Linked DNA regions of Mus musculus: region 1 is linked to region 2. A link is a contact called in public HiChIP or PLAC-seq data. All regions are on one chromosome and are shown on one strand. The core of a region is the stretch at or near the end of the contact, and the rest is flanking DNA. Distances in the headings are between cores, read along the strand shown.

Region 1 (2,700 bases), core at 152-2,651, 130 kb before region 2:
CCCTAAGGGTTTAAGACTTAGTACAGGTCAGGAAGTGCTAGGACCAAACTCCATGCCCATCCCTTCTTGAGCATTTTGCATAGGAAGAAAAATGATAAATGATAGCTTGTAAATGATAGAACGATGCTTTGTATGGTGGACCCACCTTCAGAAACATTCAAAACCTGTTTTGCATTCTTGTTTTGCATTTTGTGTAGTTGATGTCATCTTTTTTTTATAATCACAACACAAAAGATGCTATTTCCAAGGGACTTTAATGCTCCTGTGACATTTTTCCATTCCAAATATTAGGACAGATTTAATAGGGCTTATGCTTTCCTTGATATACACGAAAAACAATGAAAGGGGAAAAAAAGACAATTAGGTTGTTAATTTGGCACTTACAGTACGGCTCATCGCTTTTTCTCAATTAACTTATGATTAAAGCGTTTCCATTTCTTGTTCCTCAGGTTTTCTGTATCTAAGGTAGAGAAGTGACATGTGTACTAATTATCTTTAAGCCCTTTGAAGTCCTTGGGAGTCTGTATTGTGTCATTAGTGTATGCCTTAAAGACTAGTTTTCTCATTATACCAGCGAAGGCTAGCCGAATGTAGAACAGAATAAACATCCCTTAGGAGACATACTCCTGAGAGCAGAGGCACGAGGCCGCCCTGGGAAGGTTACGCAGCAACAAGCACCCAGGTGAAGATGGTGATGAAAGAGGAAGCAAGAGTGGTAGTGCGCCTGCGCACTAGGCAGGGCATGCCAGGTACCGAACCAACAGCATTTTTAGTAGGATATTTGGACATGTTTTCTTAATGTTTCCTTTCAAATAAAGAACTGTTCTTTTCAATATTTGGCTAACTTTTTTTTTTTTAACGTTTTCCTTTAAAAAGATATTTCCATAACGTGAATATAGCTCTCCAAAAGAAAATTCTACAACTCATTATATTGCATCTCCATTTGGTTGCAGAATACAGTGGTCAGTGTACTTTCCACGACACGTTAACGGATTCTGTTTGTGAAGCCAGGAACTAAAGTGTATGTCCGAGAACCTTATTGCCACTCACTGTCTCTGACTTGGCAATCACAGGTCGCCTTCTACACAGTATTCCCTCTCAGGGGAGGTATTCATGTCATTTCTTGGTGGTGTTACAATACACCCCACAAGAACGACTGAAGGAAGGCTCATGGGACTTTGCTCTTTTGGAGGGTTGTTCAGGATTTTATACAGCCATTTTATCATAGACTTAAGGAAGATGAGGAGAAAGAGGGGAGCTCGGAAGGAAGTAAGACCTATCCAAGTGACAGTGTGGGCTTCTCAAGGGAGGGGTGCCTACCCTGCTCACAGCTTGAGGGTACAGTTCACCATGGAGTCTGGTAGCAGGGGTGTGGAGTGGCTGGTCATCTTTCCTTTGGAGTCAGGAAGCAGAGAGGGATGAAGGGCGGGGCCCACTGGCTTTTCTTTCTTAAGCAGTCTTCCGTCCCAGCCCATGTGAAGGTGCCGCCCACATTCTAGGAGAGTCTTATGTTCTCACTTCAATCTTACTAGAAACAGTTTTATAAATACAACCAAACCAAACCAAGCAAAACAAAACAAAACAAAACAAAAAAACCCAAAACAAACAAACAAAAAACGAAAACAAACCAAAAAAACCAAAAACCAAAAAACAAAACAACCAGAGGTGTGTTTCCACTTACAGGCTAGTTGCCTGTTTTTATTTTTATTTTTTTAAAAATGAATTCAATCCTGGGTGGCTCCTGAATATAAAAGGTCCGAGTAAGTGCCTGATAGGACTGTTTCTAGAAGAGGGGTTGATTAGAATCCAGAGACTTATCTTGATCTACTGCTACCAAATGAGCTTGTGTCCACTGTAGTCTAACTCCTTCCCCCTCCCTCTCTCCGTCTTACCTCTCCCCCTCCGCTTCCCTTCCTCCCTCCACTATCCCATGCTTTTCTTCACTTTCCTTTTTCCTCCCTGGCCTCCTTCCTCACGTGTAAAAAGGAATACAAGAAAATAGCAGTTTTTCACTCTGTGAAAACATAAGGACGCCTCCTTAGTCGTCCTTCCTAATGGTGGCTCCTTTGCTCAGGCCACTGCAAAGTTCTGCCCCCCCCCCCATCTTCCTCTTGGGCAAATATTTACTGCCAAAGTGATAGCAGAGCTATCTTTTTTTAAATAGAATTTCCAAGGACTACAATAGTAATATTTGCTTGCAACTGAGCACTTACGAAAATATAAAACATTTATTTCATAACCCACAATTCCATTATCTGCAGATAATGGCCATTAATTTTTCCATGTACTCTGGCCTAGTGAGTTTTCTGTTTGTGTACATCTGCATTTGTGTGGGGCAGGTGAGTGGGTGGGTGACGTGTGTGTTCATGCAGTGGGGTCCTGGGATTGACTTTGAATGTCTTCCATAGTAATTTTTCACTATTTTTTTAAAGATATTTCTCTTCCAAAAATATTTTTCTTCATTTTGAGGTTATAATTGTAATATAATATAATTACATTCACCCTTTCCTTCTTCCCTCTAATCTCCCCATCTCCCACTCCTTTGTTTCTTTCAAGTTCATGGCCTTTTTTTTTCCCACTAATTGTTGCTACATGCATCAACAATGTGTATGTATTTCTAAATATAAGTTGCTCAGTCTGTGTGATGCCGCTTGCCTGTGCATTTTCAGAGCTGACCATTGTATTAGATAACTAACCGGT
Region 2 (2,700 bases), core at 190-2,689:
TGCTTGCTCCGGTCGGCCTTGCTCACTCCAGCCCAAAGATTTATTTATTATTATACATAAGTACACTGTAGCTGTCTTCTGACACACCAGACGAGGGTGTCAGATCTCATTATGGGTGGTTGTGAGCCACCATGTGGTTGCTGGGATTTGAACTCAGGACCTTCTGAAGAGCAGTCAGTGCTCTTATTCACTGAGCCATCTCACCAGCCAGTAGGATAACTTTTATTTATTCTTAGATGATCTTATACATGTACACCAAGTATAAATGCTTAATTTTTAATTCTTTCCATTTTAGCCACTGGGTAGGCTGTGTTTTACCACCAACGGTAATCTCTAGCCAGGAGAGAATTGGAAATTGATTTATTGATTGTTTTCTCAGTGTAAAACCACTAGGCTGTCTGAAATGCTCCTGGCATGAAGACTGGGAGGTTGTAAGCTATCTAATGGGAGTGTTTGTTTCTAACAAAGGATCTATATAACCCTTTATCTCTAGGATCCGCCACCTGGATTCTCAACAGCCCTGAGCACAAGTCCCAGTTTAATCAAACTGGAATACAAAAGGAGCAATGGGGTCTCAGTGTGAGATCCCTTGAAGTTATTCCCAGGGAAGGGGACCTTTTGTCACAGAGACAGCTCATTTTAGAGTTCAGTGGCCTGTGACACTTCTCCAGCTGGCAGCTCAGCAGGGACTTTCTGATGCTTTCCTAGACTTGAAAGCCAGGTTTTGGTGGGAAGAACAGTGATGTTGTCATTAAAGAAAACTGGGTGGGAGGATGGTGGGAGCAAAGGAGAGACAGGGGAAGAGTTATGGCAGCAATTTTGTGACTTTTATTCAAATGTGCGCTAACTTTTCTTTTTTTTTTTCTTTTTTCTTTTTGTCTCTGCTTCATAAGATTAGCAGATGTTTGTGTATTTAATTGAGGTAGTTGTGACAATGTTGTTGGTTCTTAATTTAATATTTATTTTAAGGCTCTTAGATTGACTCAGAGTGGATGGGGAAGCTATTCATTACCCAAAGACATTCTGAAGAAGCTAGTTGCTTTCCTGGGCTGGGACCGGGTTTTCCTCCTGCTGAGGTGAGCAATGGTAAAAAGCCATTACAGTTTCCAAATCAATCAGATAGAAAGAAGCCCAGGGTGTAAAACTGATAAGGATCTCAGAGTCCTGAGGCCTAAGCCAACAAAACTGCCCAGGTAGGCAGGATACACCATGGCTTCATCATGGGAGGAAGCTCTCCAGAGCAGCTCTGGAAGGAGGGAGTTGTCTTGAGATCACCCTCGCACACTTCCTGGCAACGGGACCTTAAACAAGATGCCTGATTTCCTCACCCAAGCAATGAAGGTGAAGTCACCTTCCGAGTAGCTGTGAGGATTAAAAGGCATAACCAGTGTAAACGGACTCTGTGTAACTTCTGTGACGTCAATTATTACAAGAAGCAATGTGAGCTGATCCTTGTTAGCCTACAGGTTGGAGGATAGATGAAGGGCAGCGGTTAGACTGAGTTGGTTAACTCTGGGTCCTAATGCCCAACCATCTCCTAGGTGGCTCCTCCCACCTGTCTAACAGGCAGATCAGATTTAGAAGATTCCTCCAAAAATTTCCCAGTCTTTCTCTCACATCTGCTCCAAGTCTCAGTTTCAAATAGCTGGCAATTCTATCCTGTTAGGTCTGGAACCAGGGACAAAAAGCTGAGGTGTCTATTAACATATCAAAGCGGGCTCTGGCCCCTCCTGCAGCAGTCTGCCTGTTTCAGAGTCCTGGTCTTTACTGCTTCTCACCCAGCCCTCTACCCTCTGTTATGCCCAAGTCGCAGGGACCACCGAGGAGCCAATTCTGATGCAAACACTCAAGGGTCTTTATTAGACCACTCGTGAGCAAGAATACTTACTGTCATCATTGCAGAGGGTCAGAAGTGAAAGCCCCAGTTTAGGGGTATTTATTGTGGTTACAACCACCAGCTCAGGGAATTTCCATACAGGTCAGCAAGTTTTAAAAGCTGCATTTCTGGTGTAATCTGCAGGAACCAAACAAGGGGGCAAAATCACCTGACAATCAGGCTGGCTGGGTTATCTATTTCTGCAGGATGTCTTTGGTTATCTGTATGTACCTTGACTCTGCTGCTGTGGCCTGACTGGCTGTTGCTAAGGGGGGTGGGAGTGTGGGGGGGGGGCGGGGGGGGTTGCCATAGAATGTTTGCTCACGTGGACTTTGTGGTTTTCTTCCTGTAACTGGAGTTTAACTCCGGGTCAGGTCTTGCACAAAATGGAGTTTCTTCTCAAAGTTGGAGTTGTTTAGGCTTTACACTTCAGCCTCTCCAACCCCTAAGCTTCTCTGTCCTTCCCCCAGCTGCTCTTCCCTACATAACCCAGCCATTTTGGCTACATGAGCCCCTTCTTTTATTATTAGTTATTTTATTTGTCTACATTTCAAATGTTATCCCCCTTCCCAGTTAAACCCCATCCCCCCAAGCTGCTACACAGGCAGCTGGAGCCCACGTGGCCCTTTTTATGTCTTGTCCTCTTGGGCTTGTGGTCTCCTAGCTTCTTAGTCCTCCTTTTCTCTCTCTCTTCTCTTCCTCTTTCACCCTGCCCTCTCCCTCTTGGCCTGGTTCATTCTAGACAATTCCAGATATCTCTACTTGTGCTTTTCCTTATATCTACAATAAAATCCTCAACCCGTTCCGAGCAGTCATGTTCTCCT

The links. HiChIP or PLAC-seq counts read pairs in DNA pulled down with a chosen protein or histone mark.
Region 1: an H3K27ac HiChIP or PLAC-seq map of embryonic stem cells shows a contact between it and region 2, with 3 times the contacts expected there. The contact joins two enhancer-like sites. A contact is called at or near these places in 1 of 484 Hi-C or Micro-C datasets (nephron progenitors), 3 of 115 datasets of contacts at active chromatin or transcription factors (embryonic stem cells and stem cell-derived neural progenitor cells) and 2 of 9 other capture datasets (adipose tissue and liver).

Annotation. Positions count from the first base shown.
Region 1 is chr1:151,309,437-151,312,136 of GRCm38.p6, reverse strand. It overlaps the pseudogene Gm10138. Among named protein-coding and RNA genes, the nearest start is that of Ivns1abp, 34 kb to the left of the region's middle. Within about 2 kb of position 1,401, at least 8 of the 459 cell types and tissues checked have an H3K27ac peak or open chromatin away from gene starts, as enhancers often do. A contact at or near this core is called in embryonic stem cells, where this site is marked.
Region 2 is chr1:151,176,615-151,179,314 of GRCm38.p6, reverse strand. No RefSeq gene overlaps it. Among named protein-coding and RNA genes, the nearest start is that of Gm36139, 23 kb to the right of the region's middle. Within about 2 kb of position 1,439, at least 194 of the 459 cell types and tissues checked have an H3K27ac peak or open chromatin away from gene starts, as enhancers often do. A contact at or near this core is called in embryonic stem cells, where this site is marked.